Regions from separate parts of the Gossypium hirsutum genome. Here all the other regions are linked to region 1. Evidence: chromatin contacts called from public Hi-C data. All regions are on one chromosome and are shown on one strand. The core of a region is the stretch at or near the end of the contact, and the rest is flanking DNA. Distances in the headings are between cores, read along the strand shown.

Evidence for each region. Hi-C and Micro-C count contacts between places; a contact is called where the count stands out from the background.
Region 2: a contact with region 1 is called in a Hi-C map of leaf, with 1.9 times the contacts expected there. The contact joins the promoter of LOC107936302 here to the promoter of LOC107936401 in region 1. A contact is called at or near these places in 2 of 34 Hi-C or Micro-C datasets (hypocotyl and leaf).
Region 3: a contact with region 1 is called in a Hi-C map of leaf, with 1.9 times the contacts expected there. The contact joins the promoter of LOC107936532 here to the promoter of LOC107936401 in region 1. A contact is called at or near these places in 2 of 34 Hi-C or Micro-C datasets (callus and leaf).

Annotation. Positions count from the first base shown.
Region 1 is chrD02:47,483,824-47,486,732 of Gossypium_hirsutum_v2.1, forward strand. It overlaps LOC107936401, which reads left to right and starts at 1,524. Exons shown (of 6, transcript XM_016869126.2): 1 at 1,524-1,881; 2 at 2,364-2,420.
Region 2 is chrD02:47,194,067-47,196,975 of Gossypium_hirsutum_v2.1, forward strand. It overlaps LOC107936302 (protein BIG GRAIN 1-like E), which reads right to left and starts at 1,379. Exons shown (of 1, transcript XM_016868999.2): 1 at 1-1,379. The coding sequence starts at 1,071.
Region 3 is chrD02:47,752,682-47,755,590 of Gossypium_hirsutum_v2.1, forward strand. It overlaps LOC107936532 (protein PHYLLO, chloroplastic), which reads right to left and starts at 1,436. Exons shown (of 27, transcript XM_041088618.1): 1 at 1,151-1,436; 2 at 857-1,057; 3 at 209-423. The coding sequence starts at 1,294.

The DNA of each region.
Region 1 (2,909 bases), core at 274-2,773:
TAGGAAGTATAATAGCTGCCAAAAACCGACAGCATTGGCCGACCAAGTTCCCATCAGAAAATAAGGCAGAAATCAGCAAAAATTGTCCCCCACTTGTCCATTTCAGGAAAGCGAATTCAGTCATCTTGCTTGGGGATTAGTTATTTAAGAGGAAGAATTACTTGCTGTCAAAAGAAATGAAAATGAAACCTAAATTAGTTGCTTACATATTAAATCACATAGGTAGATTCAAATGATCCAATGCATTTTCTAGACTATTTTACTAATCAAATCCCAATCACTTGAATTACGTGCAAATGCATATGATAAACAGAAAACAATTGATATCACCACCGTTAACTATAGAATATAGAAATGGTTGTGGTACATGTGAAACTGTTAATTCAGTACTATATTTTATGGTATTTTTTAACCCTCCATGTTTTGAGATCCCCAATCCCGATGCATTTGCAATGTAAACAACCCTTCTTTTTTGTATTTCTTCTACTCAAAATAAATACTTCAATATCTTTTAGCCGATTGGAACAAATTTAAAGACTTTAAATTTTCTTGGCTGCCTAAGGATATGGTGAACCAGTGAGATAATGACGCGTAATAGAAACAAAAATAAGTTGGGGGATCCAAAATGTACCTAATTGTACCTCCACATCCTGAAATCCGTTGCCACCTATTTTTAGCCTTTTCCACCATCTTACATACGTCACCATCACAAGATGGATACACGCGTCTCTTATAAAATCCTCACACAAGAAAGGAAATGTCTTTACGGTGGGCTCTTGTAAACACAAGCACAGCTTTTGGGGTTGATATAAGTTGGCATCAATTAATACAAACCCAAAAGACATTAAATTCTTTTATCAAACTAACTTAAAATTAGAACTAAAATCACACATTTTCAACATAGTTTGTCCACAGTTAGTGGCTTGCCCAGCCTAACAACCATTTTTCATAATAATTAATTACGGTATAATAAATTTAGCATTCAAAACTTTTACATTTTCAAAATTTTTATTTTAATTTAACCTACAATATTTATATAAATGCGTAAATATAAAAAGACTAAATTTTTTAATTTCTTTTTAGAAAAAGACTAAATTAATAAAATATGTAAATATTGATACTAATTTTATTATTATATCAATTAAAATTATGTACAATTGACATAAGACATTAACATAAATTAATTACCCTTAGTTACTTACTTTTAAAAAAAACGACAGATTAAATTGCTCCGATCTTGTTAAGAAAAATTAATTTGCTCAATTTCAAAATTGAGATAGATTAAACAAGTTTTTTATGAAAGCTTTTTGTTTTTAAGTTGATTAGAAATATTTTGAATTTAAATTAAATAATTTGTATTTAAATTTAATTATTAAAATATAATATTAATATAAAATATTTTTTATTTTTTTAATAAAATAAACTTAAATTTTTTGGAATTAGATTTCCACCCAGTGCATGGATACCTCTATTCACAAGTCAAGATGTTATTTTTAAAGAAACTTAACACGTGTGAACGAAATCATCGTCATCTTCATCATATCTTCACTGGTTTCGCATACACGTTAAAACTTCCCCTTTCTTTTTGCTTTACTTTCTCAGCCGGCTTTTTATTTTACAACTGATTACAGAAGATTTCATTTCTCCGGCGAAAAACAAGACAAACAAAATTGTTTTGAATTAAAAGAACAGAGCTGAGATTTCCGACACCTTTGTCGGCTTCGACAAATCAAAAAAAAAAAGTCAAAAGGAAAGGGAAAAAAGGGAAAAAATTGTTTTGGGGGCTTTCTTTTTCTTGTTTACTTCTTCTTGATGTTGTTGCTGTTTGGTTGGAAGGAAAATGTTAATTTCTTTTTTTAAAATTTCTGAGAAACTGATCAGGTAAAGTGGCGTTCTCTGTGTGGTTAAACATAGTTCTAAAATAGGTTGGGGATAATTAATGCTAAAACTGAGTCTAATAAATAAAAGGCTTGTCGTGGGTGGTTCTCTCTCAAAAACCCAAAAATAAATAATCAGGGAAAACAAATAGAGCCGTTTGTTTGGTTTGCTATGGCCATTAATAGCACATAGAAGTAGAGATTTTGGACTTTTGACCCTTTTTATTTCGATGTTTTTTTTTTGGATAATTACAAGAACTCTCTCATTTCCTTAATAATCTCTGTTTTCTTTCTTTCATCTGTTGTGAAAATCCCTCTTAAAACACCCAAAGCTGGGGTTTAGAGCTTTGTTTTTTAAGCTTCTTTATTCCTATTATTTACTTTGTTTCCTTTAGAGCTATCCCAAACTCCAAAGACTCTTCCTCACCCTTAAGGTCCCTTTGTTTCATGTACAACCTTGTTTATGTTTTCACTTGGCTTTTGCAGTGAAGATTGGTGGAAGTTCCAGCACTGAATCAACAGAGAAGAACCAAAAAGAAGGAGGTACTGTAAAACTATAATTTAGCTTAGTAATTTTAATAACTCTGTTATCTTTTAGTATGATTGTGTTTCTCTTTTCATGGTTTTTTGTATTTGTTGGGATCTGCTTCACATCTTTGATATTCTCTCCTTTTGGTTTTTACGTCTTTGCTTTCTTGAGTTTGAGAGTTATATAAAATATGGGATGTTTGTTATAAAAATAATTATAATATGTTAGATCTGGTTAGAGCTAGAAAACAGAACATCTTGCGGCATTGTTGTAAAAAAAAGGTTTCATTTTTTAGGGTTTTAAAATCAGTTAAAAGCTTTTGAGTTATAATTTAGTGGTTGTAAGTTCATATAAGCTTTTCAAAAAGTTTTTTTTAAACCCTCTCTTGTCTTTTTGTTTATTGAGGACTGACTAAGAAAAGATTCCTCATGGTGAACAGAAATATATTTTTTGGTCATGAATCAGTTTCTTCAGATTGTTGCGCTTTACTCTGTTATTGCTGT
Region 2 (2,909 bases), core at 129-2,628, 290 kb before region 1:
CAGTTTCTCTGTTATATTCCTTTTGTCATCAGTGGCAACATTTTCTAAAGCTGTTGGTTTTATCTGTCCAATGTTGTTCTTGGACAGAGATAAAACCTCTCTATGATCCGAATAGCTTCTAAACTCCCTGTAGCTTTTCGTAGGAGTATGTGCATAAGGAGGCGGCGTCCTGAAACCAGAGCTTGAGGCAGAATAAAGCGACTTCGTTTCAGCTGTACTAGAGCTACGAAAATGGCTAATACTGCTCCTCCTTTTCCTTCTCCCACTAGGACTCTCTTCTTCACCTTTCATGGACTGTGTGGTTGATTTTGATTTCTTCTTCTTGGAACCTGTTTGATTGAAAAGAGAGTTCAAGAAGCTAGCAAGTCTTCCACCAGGAGAGCTTGGCTGCTTGTATTTCTTATCCTTAATTTGCTTGTCCACCACATGAACTTGCTGGGGAAGAGGGTTCCTCATGGGTACATCCAAGCTGACCCTACCTCCCCTCCATGGCTGCCTCTCTTCCCGCATGATTTTCTGAGTGAATGTCGCACAGTTATAGCTAGATGCTTCATTGTACCCCGAGAAATACCGTGCAGCTTCGAATACATCGAGCTCACCGGAGTCATTCCTTCGATGGAATGACTTCTTCAACATTCTGTCAGTGTCTGAAACTCCTGTTACAGACATGGTAGGCTTCTTCAATGGAGAGATGGATGATGGAAGTGGTGAGATTGTATAGAGAGGCAAAGTGTTTGAAATGATTAAGAATTGAGAGTAGTGAGAAGGGATAGCTTTAAAATATGTTGGTAATAACAATGAATTGGACTGTCTAATAATATAATATGATGAAGAGTGAATTTGGAGGTTTTTGAACGAGACCCCACATTTGATGTTCTTTAGTTTTAATACAAGTGAAGTGGGGTAGAAGGGAAACAAGCTTCTTTTTTTTATCCTTCTCATACTGTGAAAACCAGAGCTAGTGTTCTGGATAGTGGGGGGCAAAGAATTGGTGTTTCCTTGGATTCTAGGGACTTTACTCTGTTTTAGTGGGAACTGGCTTTTTTGAGTGGTTGTTGGCCATGGTTCCATGTCGCCTACTTGGGGAAAACTGTAAACTTACTAACCCTATCTGTATACCATTACAACTTTAACAGGGTTATAGAATTTGGCAGATCCCAACTTTTCTCCTACAGAAGTCCACTTGAAGAGATTGGATATCAACTCAGTTAAATCCGATTTCAAACTGCCGAGTTCTTTCATTATTAGGAGCTTGCTAAGTCACCTTCGGCTGAACAATGGCCCACAAACATCTGGCTGCCCCCTCTTTGGGGCAGCTCTGGGGCTTATTGAACCTTCGAGCTGCTCGAGCTAGCAACAAAATTTACTAGTTTACTATCTATGATTGATTGGGAGTGAACTCCAATAGAAATCTTGGGTCAGTGAATATTCATTATAGTGTATATATAATTTGGCCTGTATATTAAAACAAAATCCTCATTTCATCCAGTTGGGGGCATCCAGCATGTGCATGTGTGGGTTGTATATATAAAGCCAAGACTCACGTGTGATATAAATGGCGAATCGGAAGGCAGCACGTTGCTTTTCATGATATTACATTTTCAGCTTTTGATGGATCTACTTATAAGATCCACCATAGGCCAAGATTTTGAGTTTGATGATCATGACAGTTGCATCTAGATCACTAGGGTCTTTCTCTCTCTCTCTCTAGTCAATTTATGGCTATGCATTTTAATGATGTTGGAAAAAAAAATCAACATGCAGTGGTCCTTCCAATTCCTTCTTCTAACACGAATGCAGCAGAATCAACCTCAACCTTTGGGGCTGTGAGTTAGAGGAGACTCTTCACTGTCTTTGTCTTGAGCAAATCCATGCACGATCTTGTAGGGCTTACCTTTTGATAACTTTAGACACCAAATTTTTGTGAGTAAAATACTCGATTTAGTGCATTTACATAATTTTCTATATAAATTAAATGAATGATTAATAAATTTATACGTGAATTCAAATATATAAATGGTGATTTGTACATGTATTCGTATGATTTATTGAATAGTTTTTGGTTAAAGATCAAATCATGATCATTAACTTGAATATAAACACATTCTAAATCTCCCATTATGATAAGCGAAGGGTTCGGTAGTGTCTTCATCCCCTTAGGCTGAAGTTTCTTATGATATCTTGTATGGACTCATGTTTGATGTCGGGTAGCTTTCTTTAGTTATGCACCATGCATTCCTAAAGTTATCTTGCCTGGTCATGGTTGTTTAGTGAGTCCCATCTCATCTTACCCTTAATGCCTTTTATTTTCCCCCATTTTTAAAGTTCTTTTGTTGTATAGTGTAGCCTAAACGAAGGGATTTTTTCCCAAGTTAATAATGAAGTTGTAAAGCTAATGAATAGGTAGCCCTTTTGTCTAGATATTGCGAGGACTTTAATCCAACACTGTTTGAGCCGATTTTATCTTACCTTTACAGCCCATCCAAGGTCCTTGTTGAGGGAACAAAGGCCCAATGCAAGACCCCACAAAAACCAAAATATTGTCTTTTATTTTATGCAAGACAGTGGAAGGAATTTTGATCCCCAATTGTCCCAGAGTCTATACTGCTAGCATGCAATGCCTTTATATTGGCCATAAATCTTATTGCCAGTATCCAATGGGATACTCTCAAACTCAATCCCAATCTTATTTGGAGTCATCAAACACATGGCAGCTTTATCTAAGAGATTATCTTGTGGATATAGTTTGATGTATAAAACTATATGTCTATACACAGTTACTTAGAAAAAAATTATTATTATTATTTATAAAAATGAGTTCCTTTTAGAGGTTATAAAATCAAATATCCATTGCTAATAACTAGGAAATATCGATGACTAATATATTACATCTTTTAAAGCTTCTTCTT
Region 3 (2,909 bases), core at 186-2,685, 270 kb after region 1:
TTGTCATAAAGCAATAAGCTAAAACTAGGGGCAATACCATTTACTAGCAAAACTAACAAAGAATCAAAAGGCACCTCGAGAGAATCATTTGATTCACATGGATATCAAGAATATTAACTCAAATTTTGTAGGAAAGCATGTTTACTACCCAAAAAAGTTAACAAGTAAAAAAAGAGGAAACACATGTACAAGAAAGAATGGCATTAACCTCTTGGTTGAACTTAGCCCTCCAGGGATACAAATAGAGCTTGTAAAGGAAATAGCAGCTCCAATTCCAAAAACACCACGAACTTTGTTCAAGTATAATGATTTACATGTTGGGCTGATTGTCTCCTTAGAAAGAAAAAACATAGGAAAAACAGCCGAAGATTCTGGTTGAGAGCAAAACCAATTTAAAGCTTTTGCACTTGGGGGCACAGCAACCTGCAAAGACAACAGTAACATTGCATTGACTCTAAAAAACGAATCAAAACAAATAAATTAATTAACAATGTAATTTTCAAAATTTATTTTCTTCATATCCTGAAGTATAAAACACTTCAACTATATAAGTACTAATTTACTTACATATATACTAATATCAAACAAATCTACAACCATAAATTTATCTAGAAGATACATCATGATTCATGAATAAAGTTTCATTTCTCATTGGAAACCACCTTGAGATCTGATTTTAAAAATTGGAACTTTAAATGAACAGGATCACATTGTACTTCCAGAACCATCATGAATTAGAATTATTCTAAAAAGGGAACATGATGTCCATACATTCATAACTCGAAAAAGAGCAGCAACACCATACTATCCTATACTGCATGTAAGTAAAATCTTGTGTGTTGTGTGTGCGCTATACCTGAAATCTCAAAACTCCACTAGAAGCACAAGGAGGATTAAACTTCAACTCTTCTACAGCCTGTTTAATACTCTGGAGACCATGCTCAAGTGTCAAAGCAGGTGGCAAAGTGCGAGTGATGCAGGTCTCCACCACTAAATCATCATCTTCCAAACCAGTAGCATCCTTTACGGAACCATGAAACCTCGCCCCATTGACCATCTAAAAAAATCCCAACAACAAGAAACCATCACAACCCGTTTATTGACCAACTATAAGTTAGAAGAATATTAAAAAAAGAAAAGGGTAAAACACCTTAAGATTGCAGGAGACGAAATCATTTTTTAGTGGACGTCCTGGAAATGGGATTGCTTTTTTGGCGCAAAAAACATGGTTTTTAAGGTGCGGTTTTGGTGTTAATGCAAAAAATGGCAGGGAAATGTCTCTTTGTAATAACATCTGAGAATTTTGGAGATTTTTTTAAGCAGAGAAGAAAGAAACGTTTTCAATGGAGTTAAATTTAGAAGATAAAACGAGACGGATAGATAAGGAAAACTGATTGCCTCGGCTTGGCTTGGCTACATGGCGGAGCTGGGCCGTTTTCGGGCTTCTCTAGGAAGCTTAATTGTTGTTTAGTCTGAAGAACTTGGAAAATAGACTTGTGAGTCGGTCCGACACCGGACTTAATAAAAAAAAAGTGAAGTCCAAGAAGTGTCACTCAACTTTGTAGTTGTTTCTATTTTGTTCTCCATTTTTTTTAATCAGCCTTCTATTAGTTTTCTATTAGAAGTCTAAGTAGGGTTTAGTTCATTCACCTTTACAAATTTTATTAACTTAATCTTAAATCTAAAATTTTAATAAATTTAGCCCTTAATATTTACAAGATTTGTCATTTTAGTTCTATTTATAAAATATTTAAAAATCTTAATATTTTAAAAAGTAAAAGTAAATGTATTTTTAAGATTTTTGTATCCAGTATGATTTTCAATAGTATATTTCACTTTGTTCTTTCTTTTAATAAATTGACGAAGTTGGAAATATCTAATGCTATCACCTTAACCTACAATCTCTCTCCAATACTTGAGCTAAGAATGATAAAGATGCAAGAACACCAGAGCTTGAAACTAGTACTATCCCTGTAACAAAGAGTAAGGGGATCAGAGTTGGGGTCGTCAATTCAATCATTTTTTGGGGTTTATGAATTTCTTAATTTTAGGCTTCTTTATGAGTTTTGATTAGGCATTTGAGATGAATAATGTAGAAAAAGAAAAAGGGACGAAGTCAAAACAGATTGAATTAAAAAAAAGCTTTAATTTAATTACTAATGAGAAAATGTGTAATGACCCAAAATTCAAATGTGTTGGAAATGGTGATTTCGAAATCCCATTTTCGATCCATAAATATTAAGTATTATGAGGTTACTATGAATTTTAATTAAAGTTTGGCTCTTTAATTTTGTTAATTGGATAGTTAGTTAAGGTACAAGTGTTTCAACCTTAGAGTCAGTGGTATTGGAAAAGGAGGTATCAGGACCTCGTTTTCATAAACCGGGCCCCGTGAATGTTTATATTAAATAATTTCGAAATTATATTATAAGTGAATTGAATTTTAGATAGTCAATTTTGTTGAATTAGTGTTTAATTAAGGTTCAATGACTAAATTGTAAAAATAGTAAAAGGTTAATTGCTAAAGAATCTTTAATTAGAAAATGAACAAGGGAATTAAGTGGCAATTAAACCACTTTGCTAATAATGATGGTGGATGGATTAGTGATGATTAATAGTATAAAACTTAATTAATTAAATAAAACATAAAATAAAAAAAAAGTGGTGGAAAGAAAGAGAAAACATTTTCTCTTCTTCTTTCCCATGCACCGAACCACTGTAGATGAAAGAATTAAGCTTTCGACCTAAGAGTTTTGAAATTGGAAGCTTAAATTGGTAAGTTTAATTTAGTTCCTTGCTTGTAATTATTATGTTTTCGAAGTTTGGGGGTTTGATTTAGCTAACTCATGTGTTAATTGTTAAAGTTATAAATATTTCCATTATTGGATATTGAAGCTTTTGGTGTTCAA